Linked DNA regions of Mus musculus: region 1 is linked to region 2. The links are chromatin contacts, called in public Hi-C maps. All regions are on one chromosome and are shown on one strand. Each heading gives the region's core, a stretch centred on a gene start, on an enhancer-like site or on the middle of the called end of the contact. The rest is flanking DNA. Distances are from core to core; before and after follow the strand shown.

Evidence for each region. A called contact is a pair of places that touch in the nucleus more often than the background predicts.
Region 1: a contact with region 2 is called in a Hi-C map of cerebellar granule neurons, with 1.6 times the contacts expected there. The contact joins the promoter of Adcyap1r1 here to the enhancer-like site in region 2. A contact is called at or near these places in 7 of 39 promoter capture datasets (embryonic stem cells, epiblast stem cells, frontonasal cranial neural crest and 4 more), 1 of 15 datasets of contacts at CTCF or cohesin (the NIH/3T3 cell line), 20 of 484 Hi-C or Micro-C datasets (the HPC-7 cell line, the N1E-115 cell line, Sertoli cells and 13 more), 6 of 115 datasets of contacts at active chromatin or transcription factors (embryonic forebrain, embryonic hindbrain, embryonic midbrain and 3 more) and 3 of 9 other capture datasets (adipose tissue, liver and pancreatic islet).

Annotation. Positions count from the first base shown.
Region 1 is chr6:55,450,571-55,454,016 of GRCm38.p6, reverse strand. It overlaps Adcyap1r1 (adenylate cyclase activating polypeptide 1 receptor 1), which reads right to left and starts at 2,039. Exons shown (of 17, transcript NM_007407.4): 1 at 1,649-2,039.
Region 2 is chr6:55,417,398-55,421,077 of GRCm38.p6, reverse strand. No RefSeq gene overlaps it. Among named protein-coding and RNA genes, the nearest start is that of 6430584L05Rik, 22 kb to the right of the region's middle. Within about 2 kb of position 2,162, at least 4 of the 459 cell types and tissues checked have an H3K27ac peak or open chromatin away from gene starts, as enhancers often do. A contact at or near this core is called in cerebellar granule neurons and cerebellum, where this site is marked.

The DNA of each region.
Region 1 (3,446 bases), core at 790-3,289, 33 kb before region 2:
CTCACCACAGACATGTTTCCTCGATACACAGAGACAGACAGACAGACAGACCCTTGGGGATCTCAGCACAGATGCACCACCACCCATGAACCACTACTGATGGCAGAAAGTAGGAGGGACCACATCTGACTCCTGGTCACACCACACACACTTGTTGATGGATTGGTCAGAAGATCTGGCTCAAGGCCGGCTCCAGCATGTCCTGTCTTTAATTTGTGTGTTCAGAGTTTGGCTTGTGTCCAGACTGGGGCCTTTGCCTGTTCTTTCCAAGGTCAATGAGGAGCAGGAGTCCTAGGCCTGCACTTGGGAATGGGGGCTCCTCCAGCCTTACCTGCCACCATATCAGATGCATCTCAAGGCCTTCTGAGCAAAGAGCTACCTGCTATCCCTGGGCTCCAAAAGGCCTCATCACAGTACAAGTAACCCTTGTCCCAAACCCACAGCCACCCTCCAGCCTGCAGCTTGACCTTCCGAATGGTCTGCCTCAGTCCAACTGCAGTCTGGGGGCAGACTGCCTTCCACGTCCTCTGTATGGGCTCTAAATTCCTACATACCCTCACAGGAATGCACCTGAGCTGCCACAGGGAAAAAAAAATCCAAACAGATGCCTATTTCTCTCTCTTTAGGCCATGAGGGAATTATGGGACATACAGCCTGAAGTAAAGAAAAGTAGTCACAGCAGCCCTGAAATGGACTGAGGAATTAGCCAGACCCCCTCTCATGCCAAGGTGGTCCAGAAGGCTCTGGGTTCCTAGAACTGAAGCTCCACTCCCTAGCAGCGAGGGAAATGCCATCGCCATCCCCTTCCTGCGTGTTTGCTCCTGAAGATCTAGTTCCACGAACTGGTGCCTGGTCCCTTGCTCTTGCTGACAATATGATCCTGCTCCCAGTAGTCAGCTAGCTACTGCAGAGCCTGGGCCTTTAAAACAAACATCAGGGGTCTCGGAGGGGCCCACTACAGCAACCCCACTCCCACAGCGATTTTCCCCCACAGGCCCTGCAGGGCGTTTCCTTGTTAGACCACCAACCCCCAAGCGTCTCTTGGTCAACCTCTCCCCGAGCCCCGGGGAAAGACTATCCTTAGGATAGTCCTATAGCCGTAGGGCTATCCTTTTAAAAACAATGCTAAAGCTTATCTCTATTGGGGGCACAAACTAAATTGATCCCTATCTTATCTCCGCAGCTCATCCCTCAAACGCCCTGCAGACTGTAGAACCGAGTTCCCAAGAGACCCTCCAGCATTTCTTTCCAAATCCACGTAGGCGCTTTGGTCCGACCTGGAGACAGGGAGATCGAGCTCTGGGGGATCTCTGGCCGTAGTGTCATTCGTGCCCCTGAATGCCTCTTTCTGGCACCAGAAAAGGCTGAGACAGCTAGGCCGATACTCACTGAATGGTCTACAATAATGTGCTCCAAGCCACGGTCCGACACTTGGATGGAGCAGAGAGAAGCGTAGGCAGCCCGCGGCGGCGGGAGAGGATGGGCTCCGACTCTGTGCCCCGCGTTGGCCCTCGCTGGCTTTGGGTTTGGCAGAGCACGCGGCTCCTGGAGACCTCTGGGCTGAAGGAGGGGTCCAAGGGCCCCGCTGGAAAAGGGTCTGGCGCTGGGCGAGTGCGGAGCAGAAGGACAGGCCAGGAGTGGTCCTTACCTGATGGCCTCGGGGCTGGTCGGGACTGCTGGGCGCAGGGGCTGAAGGTGCAGGAGGACGCGCAACCCGCGAATCCGCGCCCAGAGCCGCACTGGCTGGAGCGTGTGCGCCGCGGAGCGCGCGCCGAGCCTGGTCTCTCGGTGCGTGTGGCCGCGAGCAGCCAAGTCTGTGTGTCCCTGCGCCGCGGTGTGTGCGTACTGCACAAGGGACCGCGCTGCTCCAAAGTCGCAGCCAGTCGCAGTCGGGAATCGGAGCGAGGCGTCCCTCGTCTCCTTTAGCCCACCCTGTGCCACTCGACCGGCTCTGTCCTGCGGGAGAGGCGCCGCCTCTGCTGCGCAGCCAGGCCCGGGGCCGAGGGAGGCGATAGACCACCGCCTCCCCGGCAGACCTCGCAGGCGGGGGGTGGGGTGCAGGCCAATGAGAGCCCGGGGGGCGGGGTTAGGCCGGGGGCAGAGATGGGGAGCTGGATGAGGACCACCGCGCTGACACAAGCCAGAGCTGCAGCAGGGACCCAGGGCGCGGAGGCGGAGGTAACAGCCCCCCTTTCCCAGTTCTGTCGCAGAGCTTCCGGGCTGAGTTGTGCCTTCCTCAGGGCTCACCACCTTTCTGTCCAACAGCAAAACATCCACTAGAGAAAGCCCTCTCCCTCTCTTCTCTGTGTTCCAAGCCTCCTCTGGCAACCTGCCACCTGAGCAAGTCCCTGGCCCTCTTTGGGCCCTCCTCTGCTCACAGTCAGGGGTCTAGAAGGGATGAATTGCAGGTGCCTATCTAGATGTCCTCGAATGTGACACCCCAGAGAACACCTCTATAGCCAGAAAAGGAGTAGAGGTGCTTACGGGAAGTCTGTTAAAAATAAATGAGACTGCCCTGCCAGCTCTGGGAGTTTGGGTGTGCGGCCTGATGTTTCTGAGCCTCCACTTCTTCACCTGCACCACATCGTTTCTATTTCTGGGCTCATGAGAAGAACAACATTGTGTAGGAACAGTCTGTGTGCCAGTAGCAAACTTGTACTAGGCTCATATATTCACTGATGCTAAACAAATTACTATTGTTGTTGGTGATATGGTGTACTCACCCTTCTTCTGGTACAATTTGATAAGCAGGAGCTTAATGAGCAGAACTCAGTCAAATAAGGTCACAGTGCCAATATCCTGCCACCTCCAGTTTGGCATAACTGTGTCCAGTCACAGCATCCTGAGTTCTTTGTATCCCCATCACTTAGTCTCAACTGGCTTCTGTCATTGCCTGTTCAGGCAAGTTCTGAGCCACCCTTGATGTGTGTCCTTCTGAAGAACCTTCAAGGAAGAAGAGGGAAGGAGAAAGAACTTGAGCCTTTTGTTAGCAAGGTCAGTCTAGCTGAAAACAAAAGGACAAGGAGATGGAGAAGACCCATGAATGGGAGCCACACAGAACCCTAACTGGTAAGACCTACATGATCATTTTACATCCGACTTCACAATGAAAACAGAAAGGCTAAGAATAGGAAGCAACCTGATGCTCCAGAAAGATGTATGGAGTGTCCTATATACAGACAGCAAGTTTATGATTCCCCACTTAGTCCAGGAAGCACTGGTCACCTCGTAGACAGCTGGCACTCGCTTGTGTTCTTTCAGGCCATGTTCCAAAGGAAGAGCAGTGGAGAATATGTCTTCTCTCTTAAGAGTGGTCAGGACCCCCTCTAGGGAGAGTACAGCTAGACGCTGGGCAGAAGTCAGCAGTCAATCAGGAGCAGCTCTAGAACGCACTGCATCTCTCTCTGGTCTGTTTTCCCAAACTGGAGGTCAGCTTCTCTACTTGG
Region 2 (3,680 bases), core at 913-3,412:
GGTCAAGGCAGAGAGTAGAGGTTTGCTAATGTTCAAGGGACTTCATTTTTCTCCCTGGGTCTGCTCTCTTTTCCTCATGCCCATAGCCACCCTGCAGCTTCCTGTGTGTCTACTCAGTGTCTCCTTTCAGGGAGCACAGGCAGAGAATGGTGACAAGGGTGTCTCAGGGGGCCCAGAGGAGCAGCCTTGGCTGTGAGATGTAGGCTTAGGGAGTCTTTCTAGACCACCTGGCGTAGGCTGTGAACTCAGGAAATATATTTCCATCTCCATCTCTAGGGCCCTCAATAATGAGAGGCTGCACTCACAGAAAAAACATGATCTCATTCACACTAAGGTAAAAGTGACAGATGAGCTGTAGGTGGCCATGCAAAAGGCCTTTGAGATGAGACTTCAAGTCCCACAGAGCAAACAAACCTTGCACCCTCTGAAAGGAACACTGGAGTAGGCACTCACTCCGGGACCCACCCTGGACAGTGCCCTTCGTGTGCACTGGTGCTTGATCCCTCAGCACTTCAGCCTCAGGACAGCTCCTCACCACATAATACTTTTGGCCATGCCTTCAGGATGGCACAAGTGGTCCAGTAGCAAGTGGAGTACTGAAGAGTTAATGTCAATGGGAGAAGAGAGATGCTGCCAGGGTGTGGGGGACGGGAGGCCAGGGAATACTCTTCATACCCACAACTGAAACAACTCAATCCTAGCTCCACTCGCTACCTCTGTGCAAGTCCTTTCCCTTGCTTTACTTCCATTGTCTCCTCAACAACTCAGGAGCTGGGCAAAGAGCAGATGGGAAGGTATGATGGTGGGGGGGGGGGCATAGGCGAAGCTGCTGATGGAACAGGACAGCTCCCCCTCAACTCTGCCCTAAGCCTTTAAGTCTAAGTTGGGTAATGAGGGAAGGGCCTAGAGACGGGAGAGATGAATGGGATAGTGCAGAAGTGGTGAGCAGAAAAGGCAAACCCAGTCCTGAGCCCAGTAGAACTCTGAGACCCAGCCAAGACAAACAAGAGAACTGCTTTAGCCTGAAGCCCTCAGAATACTGTTCCCCAGGTGAACAGAAAGCCACTGAAGCAGAAGGAAGTCACTGTGGCCGAGATGGTCAACGCTCTTCCTAAGGTCCATGTGGGGCTCATCGAAAAATGGGGGTGGAGGGCTCCTATAGGCCAAAGAGTTGTGATGGGAGCCTCCTCAAGAAGTTCAGGAGAGTAACAAAATGGGAAAGTCTAACAGGGGAACCTCTCTAGCACTAGATATAGCTGAAAATAATTGCCTTCCAGGGATGAAGATAACAGAGCCAAAGGCATCATGAGGGCTTCCAGGACCAAAAACTGGACAGCAGCTTGCAGAGAGAGGAGAGAAAGCTGGGAGAATGGGATCAGACTGGAGCATAAGAGAGCATGGGAAGAGCAAATACTCCCATGGATGTGAACACATTCAGCAATCTGTGTGCACATGTGCATGTGGGATTGGGGAGAGGCAGAGAAACAGAACAGTGTTGAGCAGAATAGGCTTGACCTCCCCAAAGCTGTGAGCATCCAGAACAGAGGGCAGACTGAAAGAGATCAGAGGGAGGCAGAAAGTCCAACAGGGAGGCCATGGTTGCCAGAGCAGAGTGATAATCCCACTGCTAACACCTGATTCAATTAACCCAGCAGATCTTTCCTAAGCACTTGCTTGGTGATCATGGGAAACACTTTGTAAGGTGGGTGTGAACCAGGCAGAGTTCTCAGCAATTTGTGGCTAACCCACTCAACAATCCAATAAATTGATGTCGTTTTCACACATGGTTTATAGACAAGAAAACCAGGGCAGGGGTGGTAAGGGACTCTTGTACCACACCCAGACATTCACTCCAGAGTCCTGGCCCTGTGCCTGTTTGTGCTCCTGCCAAGGTCCACCCAAGACAGGCAATGTGTCAGGTAGTAGGAACAAAAAATGTTTGCTAGGAGACTGAGCCAGCCAGACTGACAACTAGCCCCTGCAGTTGGAGCAGTGGAAAGAGGGGCTGGGGATTTGAGATGGTCAGAGAATTTTGTGATGGCATGAAATAGCAGCACAAGCAATATCAGAATGCCAAGGGAGAGGGCTGGAGGCACTGTCCAGACTCTCTGGTTCCCCATGGAGACACTCTGCCTCTCTGGCTTCATTCAGAAGACCAGATGGAGCTGGTGCAGGAGGCACACATAGTGCCCCAACCCTGGATCTTCTGCTCCACCTCCAGCAGCAAGTCAGCTATAGAAGATGAATTGTTGTGGCTCAACTCCCGTCTGCTTTCTCTTTAGGGGCTCAGGGAGGCCAGGTCTGGGTGACTTATAGGGACTTCTTTGAGAACTCCTGGGTGGTTCCCCATTTTCTGCCCTCTGCCCATACCAAAATGGACTTCGGTCATTCATGACTATAGGCTCATTAAGTTGTCAAGTATTTAATGTTCCCATAAATGAGCTATAACATCAATCTATGACTTGCATAATTATATATTAAGTATATAATTTATATATAATCATACTTTAATTATAGCATTCATTTATGAATCCAACAAATCCGAAGCTTCTTTACCCTAGCACTGGGTTCAGCTGGGGAGACAGGGTAAATGGGAGCACATACCTTCCGCAAGTCTGCAGCAAGCCCTCCTTCATAAAGCTGACAATTCCATGGCAAGCAAGACTGGTGGGCCAAGGGGGCATTGGCACCAAGTTGAAGACAGCAGAGCAAGGTCTTTTCCTTAATCTTGGCCAGTCAGGGCCAGGACAGGGTTAAGGAAGACTTCTTAGAAGGCAGAACACAGCTGGAGAGTGTCAAAAAGGAGACACCAGACATGGAGGATGAGAGGAAGAGCAGAAGGCAGGGAAACAACATAAGGGAGGAACTTGGTAAAGAGATAAACTTAACCCCAAGTCAGAATGGAACTAGGGAAAGGAACAGACTGCAGAGGTGTCTGATATCAGCATGGAGTCTACAGTCCTGTGGCATAATCACATTTGATTATATATTTCTTTCCTCCACCTCCACTAAGAAGCCAGAAAAGGACAAAGACAGCTGGAAGGGGAAACCCAAAAAGTAAGCGAAATGTCTAGGGAGAGAGGACAGCATAAGCAGCCAGCCAGAATCTGCTCAGGTGCCTCAAAGGCTTAAGGCACAGAGCTTCCAGATGCTTCCAGAAGCATAAGTGGAACTGAACATAGAGTCAGTAGTGCACATATTCTTTAGAAAGGCATCAGGCCTGACCCACACCAACCTCTAGATCCCCTTCCTATCTAAGTGAGCTACTACATGGGTGACTCTCAGGATAACTTGGCCCAGAGATGTTGTGTGTTGTGTCTCTGGGATGGCAAGAAGGTACTGGAAATAAAGCACCAGAAGTTACAAGGGATTTGTTTGTAACCAGAAGTTACAAACAAGAGGTAGGACTTAAGCCTCCAGCTTCTATCCAACATCCCCATGAGGCATGGAAAGTTTCCTCAGGAAAAGTTTGCCAGTTCAAAAGGAAAGACCTCAAGAAAGAGACACTCAGTCCTTCCACCTGTCTTATTTTCTTTCTGTTGCCAGATAAATCACATGACCAAGATAACTTATCGAAGAAAGTCCTTAGTTTGTGGGGTTGGTCAAAGCTCCAGAGGTTTAGTGTTCATTTTCTGATGGTGGGGAGCATGACAGCAGGTGTACATGGCACTAGAGCAGTA